Regions from separate parts of the Macaca mulatta genome. Here region 1 is linked to region 2. Evidence: chromatin contacts called from public Hi-C data. All regions are on one chromosome and are shown on one strand. The core of a region is the stretch at or near the end of the contact, and the rest is flanking DNA. Distances in the headings are between cores, read along the strand shown.

Region 1 (4,242 bases), core at 1,249-3,748, 310 kb after region 2:
TCTCTCACCAATAACTTTGAATCAAAAGACATCATTAAGTGAAAGACAATCTGTATTTTTCCCTTTATTAAAACACACAGAAAAATACCACTTCATTTTTAAATAAAAGTACTTTAAATGAATGTTATAAATTAACATAATTTATAAAAGTTTTAACATCTTCCAACTGTCTAAAAAGGTTTCCATTCCCAATACCTTATTTACCCAAAATGCTAGGACATCTGAATTTTAAAAACCAACATTTTCGGCCGGGTGCGGTGGCTCACACCTGCAGTCCCAGCACTTTGGGAGGCCGAGGCAGGCGGATGACGAGGTCAGGAGTTCGAGACCAGCCTGGCCAAGACGGTGAAACCCCATCTCTACTAAAAATACAAAAATAAGCCGGGTGTGGTGACAGGCGCCTGTAGTCTCAGCTGCTCGGCAGTCTGAGTCAGAAGAATCGCTTGAACCCGGGAGGGGAAGGTTGCAGTAAGCCGAGATGGTGCCACTGCACTCCAGCCTGGGCGACAGAGTGAGATTCCGTCTCAAAAACAAACAAACAAAAAAAACCCCAACATCTTCCTGGCTGACCCAACTTAACGGGTTGGTTCTTTCAACATAGAAGCAGAAAATGAACTATACATATCATCTTCAAAGGACTACCATGAAACCAAAATCAGGTTTTGCAATACCCAACTAAAGCATCAAAAGAGAGGGTCATCTTACTTAGAAACTGAGTATTGAAAAAGTAGAGGCTAACCCCCTCAATTTTTTTCAGGAAACAGCATTCACACTCTGCTATCCACAATTTTCAAAATCTTCATTAAAGGCCCCGAAAATCCTGTTTGTTAAGCCTGCTGGAATTCTGTGGTTGACAGTCATCTTTCCTCAAAATTTAATTGTCCATATTATCTATTTTCGATTTTATTAGGTCACCTTGAGATTCTCTCCTCTGAAAAGCATTTGCGGGCTTTAGTTATCAATAGGTCTCTATTGGTAATTTAAAAATCAATAAAGCTCATCATACACCTTGCAGCCTACTCATATTTTATAGTGCTTGCTAAAATATACATATATTTCTCAGGGATCAAAAGGCTAATATGAACTGCTTCAAACTTTGGTGAATCTGCATTATATCCTTAGAACACCTTGAGATTCTTCTGTATTGTGCTGCAGCTATACAGCAAGCGCATGATCACAAGGCTTTAACAGCCCCCAGATCCCTTACTGCTGCAAAACTTCTCATAAGCGTTCTATGTACTACCTTGTTAACAGTGCTGAGTTAAAATTGTTAAACTGCTTTATCTATTTATTTACCAGTCCTATCATCTCAGGGAATTCAAACTCTTTAAACTGCATTCTGAAACACACCTAGAGTGCTTTCCTATTGCTTTGAGTAGGATCTGCAGCCGGATAAAAACTTGAGTTCTGAGATTCATCCCCTGACCCAAATTGCAGTTGCCAGGATATGCGGTAGTAATGCAGAGGTTTTTTTTGAGACTCTACGGATGTATTTTACCTAGAAATAGCCAATCTCTACTAAATCCCTTTTAGTCGTCGAGATTTCCGCGGTAACAATTTCAACAGCAAGGTATTTTCAACAACGAAAAAACGAGTTATTCTAATTTGGCCTTTATTTTTTACTCAATAGAGCTTGCCATCGTAAGGGCATTTTACCATACCAACATTTGCAATTGAAAAAAGAAAAATCAAGCTTTTGGCACTAGTGACCCCACGCGTGGAAGGTCCATTATCATTACGCTTCTTACAAATCTTTCGAGATAGGATTTGAGGTTAGGCTCACATCGGATCATAGTCCAGTAACTTACTGTTTTCCAAGCCCAATTAACAGCCTAATAACAGCAGCAACACTTATGTCCCGGGAAATCTTAATGTATGACTAACCAATAAGGCGTCTGATAACGAATGCAACCTTTTCCCAGGTAAGGAAAAGGAAAAACAGACAATGAAAGCAACTGATTCATCACAGTGAAAAAAGAAAAGAGAAGGACCCCAAAAGGATCCGTGAGAGCAAAATCCCGGGGTTCGGAAGCCTTGGCCTCAGCAACACTCGCCCCCAAGTCCTCCCAGCCCAACCCAACCACCCCTCTGGTCCCCTGGGAGCCAGCCCTTTGCCGGCACAGGCCGGGCAGACCCGGAGGGCACAGCCCCCCACAGAGCTCCCAGGCCCGGTTCCCAAATCCGACGCCAAACAGGCGGAAGCCGCAAGCCCCGCGGCCTGAGTTTCAGGGGTAGAGAATGCGCGTGAGAGGAGATGCGGCCTCCCTCAAGCCGGGAGGCCTCTTGAGAAAGCAGAGACGGGAGAAGAGAGAGCCAATTCGCAAGTCGGAGCAAAACCTGGAAGGAAAGAGGGCTGGGAGCCGGAGATGAAGGACATTCTGGGCTAGACCAGCGCCTTCCCCGCATCCTCGGCGACGCCCGTGTTTACCTGAAAGTCTCGGTCCTCGTTGAAGCGGGAGAAGCGGTCCGCCATTTTGCCGCCTTCACTCCTCTCAGGACGACGCTCTCCGGTTCGCTCCTTCCCTCCTGCGACACCCGCCCCTCCCCGGTTCCCCGCCTCCTCCCACGCCCACCGGGCGCGCGCAGCCGAGGGAGGGAGCGAGAATGCGCGTCCTGACTGGAGCCCCGCAGCGCAGGCGCCTGCCAGCCCTGGAGGCTGACCCTTCCCTCCAGCCCCTGCTCCGCGCGCGACCCGGAGCGACCCCGGTGGCCGCGCGTGCGCACTCCCGCCCAAGAGCCGCGAAAGCTTCCGGAGGGAAAGGTCAGAAGGGGCACCGTGCGGACGAGTCTGGATGTTTTGCTGTGGCTCACTTCCGGGTATCTTTTCTCACTGTCGCTTCCCCGTGTGCGCAGAAGTCCATCGTCTTTACTAAATTTTTGGAAGCATAATGTTGGGCCTAAAGCGCGACTTTAGAGCCATACTACTTTGTTTCGAATCTCAGCTCACCCTGAGGATTCAACGGTGAACGAGACAGGAATGGTCTCTTATGGGGATTTCATTCCAGTGGAAGAAGTCACATAACTCGTAGAATAAATATTTTTAAATATCAATAAGTGCCACAAAAAAGTAAAACTGGCCGCAGTGCTGAGAGGGACAGTCTCTGAAGGGACCTTTGACCCGAGGCACAGCGAGGAGCCCACAGCATTGGGGCATAGGGAACATTAGACCCAAAGGCCCAAAGACTGCAAGGAGCTTGATATCTAGCCATCCTTTGAGAAAAGTATTTCTCAAGGGACCGAAGTTGATCCAAATCGACTAAAGCTCTCTGGGCTTCAGTTTCCTTTTTATACAATAAGGAAGCTGGATTCAGTAATCTCTGCTGCTCCTGTCTAGCGCTGACTGTGAGTTAAGATTCAGATTTTTCCATCCCTTTTGAGGACCTCACCCAGCGCTCCAGCACTCTTAGCCAAAATACATAAACACATAGAAGGGTGGTAGGACTTCCTCCTTTTGAAAAGAGTAGTTGACAGAAATCACACAATGGAAAAATGGCTCTTACCTTGCCCTGAAAGAGTCAAATGGAATGTAATTTTTTGAGGAAGGATATGTATTTTCTAGTTGTTACCCTTTGCCTCACCCATGCTTCAGCCTACACTTCCACCTAAGGGGAGGCAGGGCACACAGAATTCAAACATTGTGGGGTTTTTTTTTTTTTTTTTGAGACGGAGTCTTGCACTATTGCCAGAGTACAGTGGCGCCATCTTGGCTCACTGCAACCTCCGCCTCCCAGATTCAAGAGATTCTCCTGCCTCAGCCTCCATAGTAGCTGGAATTACAGGCGCCCGCCACCAAGCCCAGCTTTTTGTTTGTTTGTTTGTTTGTTTTTTGAGACGGAGTCTCACTCTGTCACCCAGGCTGCAGTGCAGTGGCGTGATCTCAGCTCACTGCAAGCTCCGCCTCCCGGGTTCACGCCATTCTCCTGCCTCAGCCTCCCGAGTAGCTGGGACCACAGGCGCCCGCCACCACACCCGGCTAAATTTTTGTATTTTTAGTAGAGACGGGGTTTCACCGTGTTAGCCAGGATGGTCTTGATCACCTGACCTCGGGATCCACCTGCCTCGGCCTCCCAAAGTGCTGGGATTACAGGCGAGAGCCACCACGCCGGGCCTTTTTTTTTTTTTTTTTTTTTTTTTAAATATATATTTTTAGTGGAGACCGGGTTTCGCCATGTTGGCCAGGCTGGTCTCGAACTCCTGACGTTGTGATCTGCCCACCTCAACCTCCCAAAGTGCTGCGATTGG
Region 2 (4,181 bases), core at 755-3,254:
TTTTCCCCATCTTGACTTCGTGTTCTTTCTTCTTCCTGGATCCTTGGCCTTTTCAGCTGGCTATTCCCTTTAAGGAACAAGGCTGACTACCCAAATTCCTCTTTGGTGTGGATGCCAGATATAGCGACGTAGAGACATCAAGAGAAAGAACTGGAGGCACACGTGGGGGAGCCCTCACCTCTAGTTTGCTGTTATCCAGGCCAGACAAAGACATTTCCTCCATTTTCATTTGTAAACTCTTGTGGAGACGGCGCTCTGACTGCTCATAGCACAGCGGGCGGCAACACGGCTGCACACACGGGGGTGGGGGTGTTGTTGTGAGTCCAAGGCACCTCTGAAGGCGGCCACCTTCCCTCCCACCTCGCTGCCCAGAGCTCAGTCCTGGCATCAGGGTCTCTCCCTCCCCAAGGCCCAGGCTCACTAAGTCTGGATGGTCCTTCAGGGCCTGAAACCTAAAGGGGGCCTAGTCTTTCCCAGGCCTGAGCTCAGGCCCTGGACTCCACTGCCAATCAGAGTCTGGGTCTATAGGAGGCAGCAGCTCACCCTAGGTCCCCAAAACTCAAACCCCTCTTTGATACCCATGGTGCAATGCAGCAGGGGGAGGAGAAGGAACTCCAAGGCCTCAAAGCAAACCCACAGGGTGTGGCAAAGAACTGCACAGACTCCTAAATACACCCCCCCGCCTTCCCTAAAGACTCTCCTCAGAGTCACCTCTGCTTTCAGCCAGGATGTCCACTTGGGGGGGTACTGCTACCAGAAGTAGAAATGGCCCTAGGACCCTACAACCTTCACCCCACTCTGCCTTCCCTTGAAATCAGCCTGCCACTCCACGAGGGAAGCAGAGCTCACAGGAGCCTAGAGCTAAGGGACATTTCCAGCCACCATGAGCAGGAGCGGCGGGGCGGGGGGGGGGTGCCCGGTGGGGTGGCACGCCAGGAGCGGGCACTCCCCTTACCTGTTCTTCCTTTAAATAACCACCCACCCTCCCTCAGGACCAGCCCGGAAGTCTCTCCAAGAGCCCCAAAGTCCAGGAACCCCCACCCAAGGATTCAGACACAGCACCCACAGCCCAGGGCCCCTCGGAACGGTGGGTACGAGTTTCAGGAGCCGCCGGCCTAGAGTGGGGTGGGGACTGACGAATGAGCCGGGGGCACTGGGAAGGGTAGGAGGCCGGGCCTCGGCTCTTCCCCCGTCCCTGCGGCACTGCTGCTGCATCATACCGACTGGGGGGAGGAGAGCCGAGCCGCCGGGGCCGGCACCGGGCCGGGACAGACCGACCCCCAGAGAGTGGACAGAGTGGGACGCGTCCCGGCCCCTCTCCTTCCCCGCCCGCCAGCAGCCCCGGCCGGCCGGGGAGAGGAGTCCGGGAGGGTGTCTCTATTGTCCCGGGGGCTGGGGCCTGGCTCCCTAACAAAGGCCCCGCGCCCCCTCCCCGGCCGGCCCTGCCCCGCCCAAGGGGGACCCAGACGGGGGAGAGCTGGGGGCCCCGGCCCGGCCGGGAAGCTGGGGGAAGCCGGGCGTTTCCGCGTCGGCCCGGGGGGAGGGGAAGGGGCGCTGACCCAGACCTGGGGGGAGGGGGCCCAAGCCCCGCCTCGGGCCCCGCCCCCCGCCCCCCGCAGGCCCCTCCCCCGTCCCCGTCTCCGTCCCGTACTCACCCCGCCCGGGGGGCCGCGCCGGGGCCCGGCGGCCTCTCAGGGCCGCGTCCTCCGGCGGCGGCGGCGGCGGCGGCTGCTCCGGAGCCCCATGTCCGTCGGTCCGTCCTCGCCTCTCCCCGGGGCCCAGGGCCCGGGGCCGGGGGGTCGGGCCGCCCCCCCGCCTCGCCGCCTCACCGGGCGGCCATGGCCCCTTCCCCTCCCTTCTTGTCCCGTCGCCGCCTCCTCCTCCTCACCTCACCCCGCCCGCGCGCAGTCCGCGCGCCGTCCGCGCGCCCCTCCCCCCGCCCCCCACTCCAGCCCGCCTCTCCCGGGCGGGGGGTGCGGCGCGAGCCCGGAGCGCGCGCGCGTGTGCCGCGACCGGAGGATGGATGGATGGAGCGAGCGAGAACGCGAACGTGCGCGCGCGCGCCCCTCTCCCCCTCCCTCCGCGCGGGCGCGAGGCCAAGCGCGAGCGCGCTCCAACCTCCTCCTCTTCCTCCTCCCGCCCCTCCCCAACACCCCGCCCTCCCCCTCCCTTCCTCTTCCTTCTTTCGCTTTCGCGCGCCCAGCGACTGCTCGCGCCTGCTAGAAGGGCCCGAGCGCGTGCATCTGCCCCGCGGCCGCAGCTCGGCAGCATTTGCTCCAGGGGGCGGGGACCGGGAGGGGAGGAGGGGCGCCACGCCGCCGTCCAAAGTACCGGCGGACGGGGACGGGGGCGGGGAGATGGGCGGGGCCTTCGCGGACCTCCCCGACCAATCGCCGAGAGGCCTCGGCCCGGGAGGCCCAATAAGATGGGGGTGGGTGGGGCGGCGTTCAAGGTGAGGTGCGCGGTGCGCTGGGGGCGGAGACATTGTGCCGTCCCGGCCGGCTCGGGGGCGGGGGCAGCGGGTGGCGTCGAAAGAGAGCGCCGGCTCCTAGCCGATCCTGGGACGCCTTCCGGCCCAGGCTTCCCCGCCCTTCCCTCGGGGCTCCCCGCTCTCTCCCCCCCCTCCGCTCCCCCCTTTACCCCGAGGCGTGCAGCCACTTCTGTGAAGAGGCCAGACTTGAAGTGGGGCGCAGTTAGGACCTCGGAGCGGAAAGCCCGTAGAATCGAAGGGGCTCGCCCGCGCCTCAGTTCTCCTGGTTTCTGGGCGGGTCTCAGCCCACGCCAGGCCTGCGGACCAACAAGCGGCCGAGATGAGGGTCCGCTGCTGAGGTCGGAGGCCAAGCTGCGCCCTTCTGCGCGGAGCGCCCTCCCCACCCCTCATCCTAATTTAGATCCCACACCTGCTTGCCTTTCCTGCTTCCGGAACCCACGCTGGACCCCCCACCCCTCAAGACAGCCTGCCTGGCACTGGCCAGATCCTTCCCCCGACCCAGTGCTTTTCTCCTGGGTGCAGAGTGTCCCTATGCTCACGCTCTCAGTCCCTCTTTAGGAAGGAGCGGGCCTTTTCCCAGCCGCGGTGGATGGCTGGATTGGCGCTTTCATCTCGGTTACTCTGTGTCTGGTGTCCTGGAACGGTTGTGTGACAGCCCTCTCCCCTCAAGAGATAAGATTAAAAAGGAGGATAGTCTGAAATCACATACTTGGAGCCATCTTTGGTTTTTAGTTTTCCGCAAATATTTTATTCTCACCGATTTCTCCTGAGAAACAGCAAACATTTATTGAGGCGATATTCCAGAGTAGTTAAGATCAGGCGTCTGATTTGAATTTAAATCGTTGGATCTAGCAAATGAGTTTCCTCTGCCTCAGTTTCCTCTGTTGTCAGTGGGCATAATGATAGTCCTATCTCATTGCGTTGCTGTAGTGATTAACAAGTCAGTGCATGTGAAACTCTTAGCTCTGTGTAAGTGCTTGGTAAATCTTAGCTGTTATTCTTACGGTGCTCCAGGTGCTGGGACAAAAGATGATATAAGACAGTTGTGCTTCTTCAAGAAGTTCACTGTCTTGTGGGATAGACAGGTAGGATAATAATTGCAAAAGAGTGTGACGAAAACAGCAGAGAGAGAACAGAGGTAGCCAGAAGGAGACATCAAATAATGTAAGAGAGTTGGTCAAGAAAGGCTTCTTGGGTTGGGCGGGGTGGCCCAGGCCTGTAATTCCAGCACTTTGGGAGGCCAGGAGCTCAAGACCAGCCTGCAAAAATGCAAAAATTAGCTGAGTGTGGTGGCATGCTCCTGTAATCCCAGCTACTCAGGAGGCTGAGGCAGGAGAATCGCTTGAACCTGGGAGGCGGAGGTTGCAGTGAGCTGAGATTGCACCACTGCACTCCAGCCTGGGCGACAGAGCGAGATGCTGTCTCAAAACAAAACAAAAAAGAAGAAAAAGAAAAACTTCTTGTAGTGGGAGATGAACCAGGTAAAGGTAGGCCAAGAAAGCATTGGATATCCCCAACCGGAAGCTTCAGAAGCCTGGATCAAGCTGAAACAGAGGATTGGGTGGCAGAATAGCTGGAGGTGAGCAGGCTGGATCATACAGGACAAAGCAAGTAGGTGTTGAAAGTTTCGCCTGTAAGCCATGAGGAATCCTCAAGGGGAATCATTCACCAGACTTATATATTTAGTAGA

What was found. Hi-C and Micro-C count contacts between places; a contact is called where the count stands out from the background.
Region 1: a Hi-C map of liver shows a contact between it and region 2, with 3 times the contacts expected there. The contact joins the promoter of GPATCH8 here to the promoter of ATXN7L3 in region 2. A contact is called at or near these places in 2 of 14 Hi-C or Micro-C datasets (fetal cortex germinal zone and liver).

Annotation. Positions count from the first base shown.
Region 1 is chr16:68,877,811-68,882,052 of T2T-MMU8v2.0, forward strand. GPATCH8 (G-patch domain containing 8) reads right to left here and starts at 2,499. Exons shown (of 11, transcript XM_077971936.1): 1 at 2,429-2,499.
Region 2 is chr16:68,570,854-68,575,034 of T2T-MMU8v2.0, forward strand. ATXN7L3 (ataxin 7 like 3) reads right to left here and starts at 2,005. Exons shown (of 13, transcript XM_077972024.1): 1 at 1,656-2,005; 2 at 179-289. The coding sequence starts at 229. LOC144335760 (a long non-coding RNA gene) reads left to right here and starts at 964. Exons shown (of 2, transcript XR_013406909.1): 1 at 964-1,087.